Regions from separate parts of the Sus scrofa genome. Here region 2 is linked to region 1. A link is a contact called in public Hi-C data. All regions are on one chromosome and are shown on one strand. The core of a region is the stretch at or near the end of the contact, and the rest is flanking DNA. Distances in the headings are between cores, read along the strand shown. Region 1 holds the start of XIRP1 (xin actin binding repeat containing 1). Region 2 has its middle 8.8 kb from the start of SLC25A38.

Region 1 (7,677 bases), core at 2,234-4,733:
CACCCCCAGGAATTCTTTACCCCTCTCCACCTCCCTGCCCTCCCAGTGAATTCACTTGCCCCCAAATGCTCCTCTCAGGCTCTGCCCATGGAAGATCCCAAACTAAGGCACTAGAATACAGAGAGCTGGAAGACCTCAGAGGTCGTATAAATAGGAAGGGACAAGCTGCTGGTGATTTGATCTCAACAGAGGGACACCAGATTCCATGCTCAAAAACCACGCACTGCTGCCCTTCATGCCACAGCCATGACACTCCCATGGCAGGGGGCATGGAGATTCCCCCTCTCAAATCTGCCCTCCTTTTAGCTGACCCCCAAGCAGGGAAGAAAGTCCCTTCTCTAGGTTCAGATGACTCTCAAGAGGCTGAACTCACCTGTCTCCTACAGCCCTGGAACAGACCCAGCCAGTCCTGCCTGGGGCTGTCCCTTGGCACCTGTGTCTGCTTCCTAGATGGAAGGAAGCCAGGACTGCCAACCAGTGCCTTGAAGGGCACTCGTCTTTGGACCAAGAGGACACACTGAGACCTGGGACCCAGAGAAGCTGGGGGTGGAGGGAATCTAGGGAAAAACTTATTGAACTTACTCATTAATTGAGCTTATATATGCCGGGCACTGTTCCAGACGTGCTCTCTGTATCTGTCTGTGTGTGTGATAAATGTATATTCCTCACAGCAACCCTTTAAGATATGCCCTGTTATTATTCCCATTTTATAGATGAGGAAACTGAGCAACAGAAAGGGTAAGTGACTTGCCAGGGTCACACAGCTAATAAATGTCACAGGTAGGATTCAAACTCAGGCAATTGGCTCTTAATCATTCCTGCATCCTGCCTCTCCTGAAACTTCAGGTGAGTCTGCTGTCAGCTACTCACTCTGAGCTCTGCCACAGACTGCCAGTTCTCCTGGGAGACAGGCACAAACTTCTGACCAACCCCAACTTTAGCAGAGCCCCACTTGGAGGGGTGGACTGACAGAGGAAGATGCCTCAAGACTGGGGAGCAGTAAGCTCCAGAGGGTGGGATGTCATTGCTGAAAAACAACTTCCTTCCCCAGAGCACCCCTGCCCTTTGACGGAGATCAATTAATCAGCACAGCCATTCAACCTCAGTGCAATTATTTATTCCCAGCCCCATTCCCAAAATGATTTGAGGTGGCTTAAAAAACATAAATGCATATAGCGTTTCCACCAAAGATACTCATAAATGATGCCGGGTTTGCTACCTTAATAGCCGTGCCCATGACACCTTGCTGATGTGATACTGTTAGGTCATTATACACAGGAGGATCAGCTCATCCTGGTCTTCTTAGAATCTTCCCAGTTTTAAAACTGAAAGTCCTTTGTTCTGGGAAACCCCTTAGAGACAAGTAACAGGGACAGTTTTTTCCCCTCATTACACAGGATGCAGCCCACAGAGTCTACTGGCAAGAAGACTGAAAATTTAGCTCAGAGCTTCCTCAGAGCCAAGGCAAAGAGAGAAACACTATCCGTTATGAGATTTTCAGGGCCTATAGGAGTACTATCAAATAGAATTTTCCATAATGATGGAAAGGTTTTGCACGGTAAAACATAGTGGTTATCAGGCACATGTCTCTACAGATAACTTTAAATGTGGCTAGTGTGATGGAGGAATAGGATTTTTCATTTTATTTCATTTAACCTATCTAGTCAGATGTGGCTGGTAGCAACTGTCCTGGACAGCACAGTTGTATTAGATAAAACCAGGTGGTCAGGAAAAGCCTCTTTCTTAATATTGAGGCCTGAGAAATTTCTGCTCAGAAAAGAGTTGAGGTGAGTACAAAAGTGGCTTCCACCTGGGTGCTTTCCTTTTCTTACATAAGTAATAACAGCAGGCACCTCCACAGCACATGCACTGTGCTAATAAGCACTCTCATGAAACCTTCTCCATCCTAGAAGGCAGGCCCTAGGTCTCCTCTCTCCCAGCCTTCCCCAGGGAGAGCCAGGAGCCTGGGGGAGCAGACAGAGGGGCAGGAAAAGCAGGAAGAGGGAGGAGGCCAGGGAGCAGGGCTCCCAGATGCCCCTCTCTCCACCCCCAGGCCAATGTTGCCCTCCTGACATTGACTCAATGGAAAGAGTGAGCAGAGACCGGCAGCACTCCCTGGCACCAGAGGCAGGTGGGATGTCAGAAGGAAGCCCCTGTCCTGCCAGGTAGCAGAATGCACCTGCCTGGCCTTCAACATGGAGCCTGGGCCATATGCCTCCTTCACGTGTGCTCTTCGTGGTCCCCTGATGCCCCTCACCACACTGACCCCTTCTCGGCCTAAAGGTCAGGATCTCTCTGCCCACTAAGCCCCTTTGGCAGCAAAGGAGGGGCAGGCATGACACCCTCCCACTGCCCCCGTCACTTTGTCTGTGACTGGGAAGCTGATGACTCCAGGGTCAGAAATAACCCCAGAGTCAGCACTGTGTGCCACCCCTCCCCCCACCCCATTCCCAGAAAGCCTGGCCCCTGAGTCAGAGGCAAGAGCCTGAAAGTAAACAAGGACCCAGATAATCTGCTCTGAATGCCACAGAACCATTCTGTGGAATCCTCTGATAAATCGGGGACCTAGTGAAGAGCAGAAGCCCCGAAACACAGATGCCTTTCCCCCCAAACCAGCCACGCGCACTCAGGGCTGAATACACCTGCATCGTGGGGTGACGAGGGCTGGATAAGAGGGGGGATCTTTGGGAGTTCCCATCGTGACTCAGTGGTTAACGAATCAAACTAGGAATCATGAGTTTGCAGGTTCTATCCCTGGCCTTGCTCAGTGGGTTAAGGACCCGGCGTTGCCGTGAGCTGCGGTGTAGGTCGCAGACAAGGCTCAGATCTGGCATTGCTGTGGCTGTGGCTGTGGCTGGCAGCAACAGCTCGATTAGACCCCTAGCCTGGGAACCTCCATATGCCATGGGTACGGCCCTAAAAAGACAAAAAAAAAAAAAAAAAAAAAAGAGAGAGAGAGAGGGGGGATCTTTAGTTCAGCAGGAGAGTCGGGGAGGAGGAAGGCTGGGCCTTGCTCTGAGGTAGCAGGCCGGGAACTGAGCAGGAGGGGCCCAGGCCTGCCCTCTGGGGGCCTCCAGGCTCTTGGCAAGGTGAACACACAGCCCACGTGAGGAAGAGTCAGAGGCCAGTCTGGAGTAGGGAGGTGGGGGGCTCCCAGGGTTAGGGCAGGGCCACCCAGGTGTCAGATGCCCCTCCATAATCATTCCCTCAAAATAGTCCGGGATGTCCACACCGCCATGGTGGCTGAGTCATTGACCCCGATCCTCAGATGAGACCTAGATGAATGAAGCTCTCCCTGCTCACTCCCCTTCCCCTCCCTAGCAGAAGAAACATGTAACTGATTCCCGGGATGGACACGTAACTTCCACAAGCCCTAAAAATAACTGAACCACTTCATACTCTGAACTTAGCCTCCCCCACCCGCCCCCACCTTGGCCCACCCCCTAACCAGCCAGATAAAGGCAGCTGCTGGGGCTGGCAGAGGACAGAGACCCAGAGCCTGGGCAGCGAGAAGGCACCTGGCCGAGCCAGCAGAGCACAACCAGCCCCAAACAACAACAAGAGGAACCACAGACCCTTAGACCACACCTGCCGCAGACCCCACACCCCCATCAGCCAAACAGGACCCTCAGGTAAGTAACTGGCCCCTTGTCTCTCCTAGCAAGGCTGGCTCTCCAGGCTAGGACCCCTCTGGACCCTCTCAGGCTAGTATTATTAGGGGCCACACACCGAAAGGCGGGTGAGTAGACGGGTCTGAAAGAAAGGATACACGAGGAAGTTAAGGGAGAGTTACCATGAGCCCCACAGGGGCTCTCGGGGTGACTGCCAAGGGCCTGAAGCCGGCAGAGGGGTAGGTTCCAGCCAGTCTGGCCTAATCCACAAAGGCTTTCAGGAGGAGGCAGTCTGAAGTTACAATTTTTAAAATACAGGTATGGCGCTCCTCAGGCTTCAGGGCTTCTTTCCAGGGAAGCCCCAGTGAGGCCCAGTGTCTGGAAGAAAGTGGACAGAGGAGGCGGGGGAGGACATGGGGGCTGGAGAGTGGGAAGCAGGCCGGACTCGGCACTGCCAGGACCAGCCCTGTGCCCAGCTGTTGCTAGAGAAAGTCTTGGCATATCTGGCCCCAGGAATGCTTCCCCAGGGCCGGCCTGAGCCCAGCTCCCCACATATCATGGCCCAGGACCTGGGGTGGGATGCAGATCATCATGTTGCCCAGTGGGAAAACCCTTGGGGAAAACCCTGGGGGCGTGCAGGGGGCGGGGGGGGAGCAGATCTGAGTCTGCCCAGGTATAGAGAGGCATGGAGGGGGCTGGGCTGAAAAAAGCAGACCTAGGGGCAAAAGTGGGGGTCACCCTAGGAGGCTGGCCCAGCCCTAAGAAGCTGAGCTCAGGGCCACCACTTGGGGCTCAGACCCTGCCCTAAGTCTGGTTCCATTTCTGAGTTCTGCCCTCACCCAACCCCTGCCTCTGCTTTTGAAGCCCCAGGAAACTCAGGGCAGATGGATGGGGTAGGGAGGTCTTACTACCACTTGGCGGAGCCTCCTAGGTCAGCTCCTTCCCCTCTTGGGGCCTGTTTCCCCATCCGAACAATGAGGGGTGGGGTGGCAGGGCTCAGTGACCTCTGAGGGTCCTCAGGTCTGCCATCCTTGTAGTGTGATTCTGACGATGTATGCCCATAGCAGGGATTCTGGAGATTCCTGAGGGTGGGAGTGGGGTGAGGCTGATGGCCTGTACATGCCATCTGCTCAGACCACAATGGAGACAGGACAGGGAGGAAACGGGGACAGTCGAGGTTTCTCTTTGGCAGGGGATCCTCCTGAGAACGCAGACACTAAAGGAACTACCCAGAGTTTGTGGCGAGACTCGGGCTGCTGGCTTTAGGGTTCACCCTCCCTGGGGCGCTGATGCCTTTGGTGGGCACACTGGGGTGAGGGTGGGGCAGGGGCAGGGCTCAGTTCCCCCCTCCCTGGGGTAGCCATGAGGAGGAGGTCCTTCCCCCACTCCCAGAGCTCTTGGCTAGAGGAGGGTTCTGGCACCAGTGATCCTATAGGCCAGGGGCCTGATACCAGCTCAGAAGGCAGGGGACCCAGGGCAGGGAAGGAGATGAGGTGGGCTGAGGCTCCCAGAGTCCCACTGGCTGAGCCTGACCCCCCTCCCCCCACCCAGGTTGCCACACTGAGGCCAGGACCTTGGCTATATTTAGCAATGAGCCTGGAGCAGAGCAGTGGGTCAGGGGCAGCGAGAGGGGGGACGTGCTTCTCATTCTTTCCCCACTGGCCTCTGGGGACTGTTAGTACACCTGTCACAAGACAGATAAGACAGAGAGGACACAGACCAGAGGAGGGCTTGAGGGGCGGCAGGGGCAGTGGCGGAGGCAGTGCCTTGGTGGAAGCAGATGGGCTTCAAGAGAGAAAGAGGAGGAGCACAGGAGACTCGAGTTTGCACCCAACTGGGGACAAGGCCCCATGAGCGAGATGGGGGGCTATCTCTGCAGAAAAGCCCTTGGTCCCACTGCCTCCCCTCCCTGGGCTGTCACCCTCACACTCTCTTAGGGTGCCTGCTGGAGAAGAGAGGGACACCACAGATACTAAGAAATCTTCATACTACCTACCTATAGGGTCTAGGAACCCCGAGCTAGCACTGTCTGCCCCTCATTTGCCAAGATCCAACTCTGGGCCTGAGTTTCTTTGCCTTTAATTAAAAGTGGTTGCGGAGTTCCCGTCGTGGCGCAGTGGTTAACGAATCCGACTAGGAACCATGAGGTTGCGGGTTCGGTCCCTGCTCTTGCTCAGTGGGTTAACGATCCGGCATTGCCGTGAGCTGTGGTGTAGGTTGCAGACACGGCTCGGATCCCGTGTTGCTGTGGCTCTGGTGTAGGCCGGCGGCTACAGCTCCGATTGGACCCCTAGCCTGGGAATTTCCATATCCCGCGGGAGCGGCCCAAGAAATAGCAAAAAAAAAAAAAAAAAAAAAGTGGTTGGGCCAGAAGATCCTTGAGGTCCCTCTAACTCAGACCATCTGAGTCTTGGCACAGAAAACCCCTACTTAGAAGTCAGAATCGGGCTTTGCCTGACCACAAGAAACCCTCACTCAGCCTTGACTGCTTCCACTGTAGCAGGGCTGCTGGCCTCTGCTCTGCCTCCCTGGGCCTGGGGAAGTTTGAAGGGTTACATCAAGAGCTAAGGGCTGGGCAAGCCATCCCCCCAACTGGTGAAAGTGATAAGCACACCCTCTGGTGCTATGAAAGGAATTTCCTCTCCATGGGAAAATGTCACCACTTTAGGGACTTGCCTCTCCCTGGCTGGGACCCCTTAAATCAGAATTGCCCCCTGGCCACACTCACCTGGGAGTCTGCCAGGGAAAAACTGATTTTGGCAGAGGCAGGAGAGGATGGGGCATGTCCATTTCCCCCTCATGGAGGTTTGGGTATCCCTTGTGGGGCTGGAGGACAGAGCCTCAAACCCAGCAACGCCCTACTTGTTCCCTAGCAACCCAGGTGATTCTGGGGAAGCAGGGACCCACCATGATGGATGGTTCCATGTGCCTCAAGTTCAACAGCTTGTCACCACGCAGGTGGCAGGCAGAAAGCCAGGTGAGGTCTGAAAAGGGAAGAGAGTACCTAAGCACATGCCACCCCAGGGCTACCCTTTCCGGGGCCCTGCTCGCTGCCATTTCTCTCAGCAACCGGCCTGCATCCCAAGTAAATCCCCCGCCCCATCCTTATCTCTGTGCCCTCTCTGCAGAAGGATGGCTGACACCCAGACGCAGGTGGCCCCAAAACCAACCATCCCAGTGGCAACTGCAGAGGACCTGCCCTTCCCTCCCCCACCTGCCCCTGAGGATCTGCCGCTGCCACCACCCAAGGAGTCCTTCTCCAAGTTCCACCAGCAGCGACAAGCCAGTGAGCTCCGCCGCCTCTACAAGCACATCCACCCCGAGCTCCGCAAGAATCTGGCTGAGGCCGTGGCTGAAGACCTGGCTGAGGTCCTGGGTTCCGAGGAGCCCACCGAAGGTGATGTCCAGTGCATGCGCTGGATCTTTGAGAACTGGCGGCTGGATGCCATTGGGGACCATGACAGGCCACCTGCCAAGGAGCCGGTGCCTGGTGGCAACGTTCAGGCCACCTCCCGAAAATTTGAAGAAGGATCCTTTGCCAACAGCATAGACCAGGAGCCAGCTAGACCTCAGCCATCCCGAGGGGATGTCCGTGCAGCCCGCTGGCTGTTTGAGACAAAGCCGCTGGATGAGCTGACAGGCCAGACGGAGGCACCGGAGGCTCCAGTGAAGGAGCCTGAAGCCAGTGGCGATGTCCAGGGTACTAGGATGCTCTTTGAGACACGGCCACTGGACCGCCTAGGCTCTCGTCCCTCCATCCAGGAACAGAGCCCCTTGGAGCTACGCTCAGAGATCCAGGAGCTGAAGGGTGATGTGAAGAAGACGGTGAAGCTGTTCCAAACAGAGCCACTGTGTGCCATCCAGGACGCAGAGGGCGCCATCCATGAGGTCAAGGCCGCCTGCCGGGAGGAGATCCAGAGCAATGCAGTGAGGACTGCCCGTTGGCTCTTCGAGACCCAACCTCTGGACGCCATCAACCGGGACCCCAGCCAGGTGCGGGTGATTCGGGGGATCTCCCTGGAGGAGGCAGCCCGGCCTGATGTTAGCGCAACTCGCTGGATCTTTG
Region 2 (7,677 bases), core at 2,377-4,876, 150 kb before region 1:
CCAGTGCTGGTAGTTCCCATCGTGGTGCAGTAGAAATGAATCTGACAAGTATCCATGAAGATGCATGTTCAATCCCTGGCCTCACTCAGTGGGTTAAGGATCCGGCATTGCTGTGAGCTGTGTCGTAGGTTGCAGATGTGGCTTGATCTAGTGTTGCTGTGGCTGTGGCACAGGCTCGAAGCTGTAGCTCCAATTCAAACCCTAGCCTGGGAACCTCCATATGCCTTGGGTGTAGCCCTAAAAAAACAGAAAAAGAAAAAAAAAGTCTCCCAGGGCAGGCACTGCTCTCAACAGTGGAAGTCACCCTCTGTGCCCTTGGTCAGCAGTGGGCACACAGAAAGGGAAAAAAAGAGTTCTAATGGCTTTACCAGAAGCTTCAGCAAAGAGGACAGTCCTGTCACTGCTTTGGGCTTTGCAAGAGAGAAATACCTTTCTTCCTTCCTTGCCAGTGACCTTGGCCTGAGAATGAGCAGGCTGGGGGGGAGGCTGGTAGGCTAGTCTCCAAGAAAGGTGTGGAGGGCCCTTTGAGGGGAGGGGCTGCCAGAGTGGGGGTCCTGGGATTCTACTTCAAGGGCTGAGATATCAGGGGCAGTAGAAGAAAGGGGCCATAAAGCAATCTGGGTGATGTGGCATTTATGTTCATTATCATATAGAAGCTATAAACCACACCACCAACATGGGAAAAACTTCCTCTTCATCCACTGAAAATATCAAGCTCTTCTCAGTAACCCTGAGAAAACTGCTCCCAGGAGGCAAGGGGGAGCTAAGACAGAGTTTTGCAGCAAAGGGCAGGTAGTAGGAACAAAAGATTACTGCTAATAATAGAAAACCAGGTATCTCACTTTTCTATCTGTGGGAAGATGCAAGGCCTGGGCTCAGTGAAGTCATTCCTTTGATATGCACCTCAGCTATCCTATGTTTTCACATCCTGAGTTTCCTTACGGCTTACCTTGCGAGTGGCTGCAGTCTGGTGGCTGCTGGATGGCAGGTGTTCTTTGTTTCCTTTCTGGGTTCCCTCAGGGCTCACTGGCTCGTCCTTGGAGGGGGCTGTAATGGCTCATGACTGGTGAGGACCTTTGTTTACTCATATGACAGGCAGTATCATTTCTCACTGTCATGGTCCCAAGTGCACTACCATGGATACTCCTGCAGGGACAGACAAGGGGAGAAAAGGAAAGAAAGAGTCACCCAGGACTCCACGCTGCATGCCAGGTTCCAGTGAGTTGATATGCTGAGTGGTTTCCCATCATCCAGGAACAAATTTTTTTTTTTTTTTTTTTGCTTTTTTTTGCTTTTTAGGACCACACCCGCGGCATATGGAGGTTCCCAGGCTAGGGGTCATTTTGATGCTACAGCTGCCGGCCTATGCCACAGCCACAGCCATGCCAGATCCAAGCTTCCTCTGCAAACTACACCACAGCTTATGGCAAAGCCAGATCCTTAACCCACTGAGCGAGGCCAGGGATCGAACATGCAACCTCATGGTTCCTGGTTGGATTCGTTTCTGCTATGCCACAACTGGAATTCCAAGAACAGATTCGTGAATAGCTCAGGCTCAAGCAGAGAAGTGAGAGCAAAACAAACGCAGGGGAAGAAAGCAACGTGTCTGAAGCAAGTTGCACCTGCTTAGATGAGAATGAACTAAAAGCAGAAGGCCCCCACCCCACTGCCAGCCCCAACCACAAATTCTGTCCAATCTTGTGTTCCCTCTGGGTTGGTCTCCAAGGGAAACTAGAATGACACAGTGAAGAAGCATGGGCTTTGCCGGCAGAGAGACCCAACCCTAAATCCCACATTTCTAGCCACATGACTTCAGTCATACAACCCCTTGGGCCATCTGTTTTTTCATCTATAAGATAGAAACAAGGAATATCTCCTAAGAAATTTTGTGAGCATTAAATTAAGATAGCCAAAGCCCTATATACAAGGACTGGTATATGCTAGCTACCGAACAAGAATGCTTTCCCCCCCTTCTCCTTTCTAGTGTCCACTGTTTACTCTATTGCCATTTAGGAGGTTCATATCAGTGAGGAAGAAGTCCCTAACAGGGAGAGGCCACACCTCTAGTGGGTGCCTGAGGGCCTGGTGGAGCGCCTCAGTCCAGGGAGCCAGTAGGAATGCGGGTTAGGCTCCTCTGGGCTGCAGTAACAGAGACCCCGCTGAAGGCAGCCATGGACTCGCCAATGGGCGTCTCAACTCCTCCCCCTGCTCTTTGACCAAAAAAAAAAAAAGTCCCTCTGAGCTGCTAGCTGGGATGGTCCTCTGTGCCTCACCCAGGCAGGCCTGCCAGAAGGAGTCTGGGCTGGAGCAAGCAGACACACTTCTCCGAGTCACTGTGCAAGACGACACAAAGCTGAGTGTCTCCATTTCGTGATCCAGAGAAAGAGGTGAGCAGGCAACTTCTACCATTTGAACTGAAGAGAAGGGTTGAGTCAATGGGGAAGCCCTCTTCTTGGGCTGGAGCTGGCGTTCTCTAGGGCAAAAAGCATCGGACCTGAGGAGGTCCTTGGGAAAACCCACTGCCCTTAGCCTTCTATCTGCACCCCCTGGGTTGGCCCCATAAGCCTCTGGAGGCAAGGAGCAGCTTCGGAAGAAGGAGTAATACTTGCAGTGTGAGGGACAGTAAGGAGGAATAATCAGCCCAGGGATTCCGGGTACTACGTATAGGGACAGAAGAGAATAGTTACATAGGTGGTTGGAGAAGTCCCTGTAGGTGACTATAGATAGAGAGGGAGACCAAAGGAACTGTAAGTTCACAATTGCTCAAGAAAGCCATCAGAACATCTTGGAATGAAGCGAGCTTGCTTAACTATAAAACCACAAGTGAAAATACAAGATATGCCTCAGGTCATTCAGTGAAAGTTAAAATGAGGTCTGCATTGAAGTTTAGCAAGATAAGGATCCTTAGGACCAAGGACAGAAATTTAAGGGAAGGATGACATTCCAAAGTAGGAGACCTTCATTATACAGAAATCTGAGATGATTCAACATATTTTAATGTATGTTATCACCCTTCTGCTGATTTGAATAAGCTCTATGACAGTCCTAGTCTGACCTCATAAGGTCAAATACTCTCTTACCCAATATGAAGGAGGAGCTAGCGATGTAAGCCTGACATCTACTTGAAAAACGAGGAAGAAGGCGGTCTTTTCCTGTTCCCCACTTTCCTTAGATTACAAAGTGGGCTGACGGTGGTAGATCAAGGAATAAGCAGGCAAGAATATTTTCTGTAAAACAAGCATATAATGTCTGCTCCTCCTGCCATAGGTCTGAGATTTCAGTGGGATTTGTTTGTACAGTGTGACCTCCAAGGGAAATGGGGAGTTTAGAGGCCCTAACTGAAGGTCAAGGGTAAAGCCTCTAATACACTGAATCCAATACTCATCAAACACTTGTATTTTTCCCAAGATTCTCAAAGCAGAATTTTGAATGACAGCTTAGGTATATAAAATTAGAAGAATTGCAGCTAGTTCCGACTGTCTCTTTAAGACAGGATCCCATCACCTACCATTGTTTTCCAGCCATTATCCTTCACTTGTTCAGGCGCTCTGCTCAAACTCACCACTAGAGGGAGTGCGAGTCTTGTTCTCAACAGGTTCTGGCTCCTGGCCTCAGGAGTCACTGGACAGCAGCCCACTAGCTACAGCCTCGAGGTACCAGGCAGTGCCACTTCCCTCCATCCCAGGCAGTGCCACTTCCCAATTCCTCCCTCATACTGCACCTTTCTGGTCCACAGGAGATGGTGGGGCCAGCAGGCATAAGGAGACACCATGAGTGACTGCAAGCAGGGGTGGAGAGAGCCCTGACCCAGGAGTCAGGAATTCCTGATTCTAGTCCAGGCTCTGCCGAAAACTCACTTCATCACCTCTCTAGGCCTCAGTTTTCTCATTTGTAAAAACAGCAAGTTGAGCTAGGTGGCCTCCACGTTCCTTCTCTGGCCTAATGCATGTGAGTCTGGGATCACCATGTCTAGACTCTCAGACCAATGCAACCTACGCAGGAGGTGTGGGAACTGGGCTGGGGCACAGAGCTCCTCGTAGAAAATGCACACATGTGAGCAAAGTTTTGCCAACAGTTCCACATGATCCTTCCAGCCCAGGTTAAGCACTCCTGGTATAGGGGTGTGAACTTACCTGGGAAAGCGTTAGTGATCCTAGCAAAGACTGCCTCTTCGAGGAACTGCACAGAGAGCTAACAACCCAGAAGTCATGTCCATGTCCCTTCCATGGTCTTCTCCATGAATTCATTATATAGCCCCATCATGATGGAGCTCCAGCTGGTACCGGGGAGGGGACACATTTTGTATCAGAATGGAGGTGGCTACTTGAGACCTGAAAAGTCCAAAAGAGGTATCAGACTATGCCTGGTCTGATTCCAATTTGATGTATTTATTCAAGTATGTATTTAATAGAAGGGCCCATTTTTACCAGGCAGAGCAAGTATAAATGGCCAGAGATGAGAGAGAGCATGTCAGGTTCCCAGAACCGAACAAGTGGAAATGTCTGGTTGTAGGGAAGGAGGGCGAGAGAGGAGGACAGAGGGAAAGACTGGGGACCTGAGCTGCCATGTTAAAGGATTTGAGTTTTATCCGGAAAAGTTATAAGTAGGAGAATGAAACAGTCAGATTTGCACATTAGGCGGTTCCCTGCTTGCACACCGGAACTTGTACTCTGGTCAGGCCTCAATGACATTGGAAGTCTGGCTGATAAACAATTTGAAGACACAGTCTTTTCCTGGCCGTTTCCCTCTCCTGCTCCCCCATGTCCTCCAGGCTCTTCTCTCAAGATGGTTACACCTCGGCTGACTCTCTGGTTTATTATGCCGCTTTGCTGTCTATTATAACGGGGCTCAACCAGAGATCCCCATTTCTGGCAGATGACAAGGAGACTAGTTCTAGGTGCTCAGCCCTCCTCCCAGGATTTTGGGTAATCTATCACATGGCAACATCTTCTCGTACCTTCCATTTGGTTGTCGTTCATATTTACCTGTGCCAAACGGTCCTTCCTGCTCTTGGAGTTTCTACTTTTTTCTGCCTCAATTATTGGCTTACTCACAGTTCCCTGTGTATGCCTTTCCTTAACCACACGGATGGAGGAAATATAGATTCTTATATTGTTTACCAACAGAAAGACTCTTAAGTGGAAGGGGGTATCTTACAACTAGGAACAGTTCCCCATCCTTATTGTCCTCCTGCAGGGAGCTCTTTTGCCAACTAGTAGAGAGTAGAGTGGCATTTGAATTCCATATTCATAATCTCTTTCCACTAATACACTGCCCCTAATGCTATTTGCCCCTTAACTGCTCTGAACATCAGTTTTTGTTTTTTGTTTTTTGTTTTTTTCTTTTCTTTTTTTTTTTTTTTTGCTGCACTCATGGCATATGGAAGTTCCCAGGCCAGACACTGAATCCTAGCCGAAGTTGTGACCTGCACCACAGCTATGGCAATGCCAGATCCTTAACGCACTGCACTGGGCCAGGGATCAAACCCGCACTGCCACAGAGATAACACCAGATTCTCAAACTGCTCCACCATAGTAGGAACTCTTGAGCATCAGTTTTTAAATCTGTGAAATGAGAATAATGCCACCTGCCCTATAGTTTGCTGTGAGAACTGCATGAGGTCATGACATAGGAGAGTACATGGCCCAGAGCAAGCATTCCAAAATGTTTGTTCCAATTGAATCCAACAGGATAAGTCTCCTCTTCTCTAGTTTGATCTCAAAGAGTTCTTCTCTAGTGCTGACCATGTAAAACCAAGCCTGGGCTCAAATATTTTTGGAATGAGTTTACTCATCTTATAACAATGAAAGGGGTGACATCCAAGTGAAGCTACTTTTTAGCACTTAATTTGTACATAATTCACTTTTTTGGGGGGGCTCTTTTCAGGGCAGCACTTAAAGCATATGGAGGTTCCCAGGCTCGGGGTCAAATTGGAGCCACAGCCATTTACCTACACCACAGCCACAGCAATGCCAGGCCCGAGTGCATCTGTGACCTACACCACTGTTTATGGCAATGCTGAATCCTTTAACCCACTGAGCAAGGCCAGGGATTGAACCCACATCCTCATGGATAATAGTTGGATTCTTAACCCTCTGAGATACAACAGGAACTCCCACAATTCACTTTTAATTATGCTTCTTTTTTTTCTGTTCAGAAAATGTCTCATTAAAATGTAATCAGTTTCCCCTTGAGTTGCTACTAATCAGATTCTCTTTTCTTGATTCTGCTCTTACTGGGAGTCAGCAACCCAGCTTTCCAGATGGGAAATGTTCTGCAGAGTCTGGAAGCCTGGAGGGGCCCCCAGATGTTGTCTCTAAGCCCCCGTTTGATGGCCCCTCCCTTAATATAGGACACAGTGGCCAAGAGGAATGAGCGTTTTCTAAGAATCTGGAGTCCTGGCTCTAACGCTCTGGTGTGGCCTTGGGCAGACCATCTTGTATCTCCAGGCCTCAGATTTCCCACCTGTCAAAGGAGAGCAGCAGAAAGGATGACGTCTAAGCTCCCTTTCATCTCCCTCAATCTGGAACACAGACCATACTCACAGCTGCCTGGCATCTGTAAGTGATGTGGGCACTTACTGTGATGGGTAGGGCTAGCATACAGACTGACCTGAGGGCTGGGAGAAGGGGTGCTCCCTGTCGGTGCCTCTCTAGCCACCTGAGACCTCTCTGCAGCATGACATCCAGCTGAGATGGCCAACTGAACCTCCTTACCTTGGTAAGACTTCTACCTAGGTGAGCATTGGCCTGAGGCTCAGACTCAGCCACAGGCTGTGTTGGTATCCTGAGAGGCAGAGAGAGGAGGGCAGCAAAATCCCCTCCCTCTGCCATGCCAGGCAAAGCAGCAGGGAGCAGAACTACAGGGGATATTAGGCAATCATGAGTTATTAAGTTACATAAGCATTTGATGTGGGGAGCTGCCAGATGCATTCTTAGTTGCCTAAACCAGGTGCCTGGAACAACTGCATCAATCTCAGAATATTCTGCAGGCCAGGGTCACCAATACAACCAACAATGACAGGAACTGGAGTGAATAACCTCGGTCTCTGCATGAGGACAGGGGCCCTGATACATCACCCAGGTTCTTAACTCTGTCTTCTTTCAGGGGCCAGTTCATTCATTCACCCAACAAATGTTAATTTAGCATCTATTATGTGCTGGGACTGTTCCAGGCTCTGGGGATACAGCAGTGAATGAAACCAATGAAGCTGCTGACCTCCTGGGGCTTACATCCTCATAGGTGATGACATTAATGTTCTACTTTCTATACCCAGGCACTGCCCCAAGTGTTTCTCTGTTTTATCACTTTTAATACTTATTTATTTATTTATTTATTTATTTGTCTTTTTTCTATTTCTTTGGGCCGCTCCCGTGGCATATGGAGGTTCCCAGGCTAGGGGTCCAATCAGAGCTGTAGCCACCAGCCTACGCCAGAGCCACAGCAACGCGGGATCCGAGCCGCGTCTGCAACCTACACCACAGCTCACGGCAACGCCGGATCGTTAACCCACTGAGCAAGGGCAGGGACTGAACCCGCAACCTCATGGTTCCTAGTCGGATTCGTTAACCACTGCGCCACGACGGGAACTCCACTTTTAATACTTATTTAACTACTTAGGCTATCTCATATACAGTCCAAATTCAGACTTCACCAACTGTCCACAAACAGTTCCTC

The links. A called contact is a pair of places that touch in the nucleus more often than the background predicts.
Region 2: a contact with region 1 is called in a Hi-C map of alveolar macrophages, with 3 times the contacts expected there. The contact joins the enhancer-like site here to the promoter of XIRP1 in region 1. A contact is called at or near these places in 16 of 47 Hi-C or Micro-C datasets (adipose tissue, alveolar macrophages, blood and 9 more) and 1 of 2 datasets of contacts at active chromatin or transcription factors (alveolar macrophages).

What each region holds. Positions count from the first base shown.
Region 1 is chr13:23,872,656-23,880,332 of Sscrofa11.1, reverse strand. XIRP1 (xin actin binding repeat containing 1) reads left to right here and starts at 3,483. Exons shown (of 5, transcript NM_001143928.1): 1 at 3,483-3,632; 2 at 6,740-7,677. The coding sequence starts at 6,744.
Region 2 is chr13:24,017,975-24,025,651 of Sscrofa11.1, reverse strand. No RefSeq gene overlaps it. Among named protein-coding and RNA genes, the nearest start is that of SLC25A38, 8.8 kb to the left of the region's middle. Within about 2 kb of position 3,626, at least 4 of the 83 cell types and tissues checked have an H3K27ac peak or open chromatin away from gene starts, as enhancers often do. A contact at or near this core is called in adipose tissue, alveolar macrophages and omental adipose tissue, where this site is marked.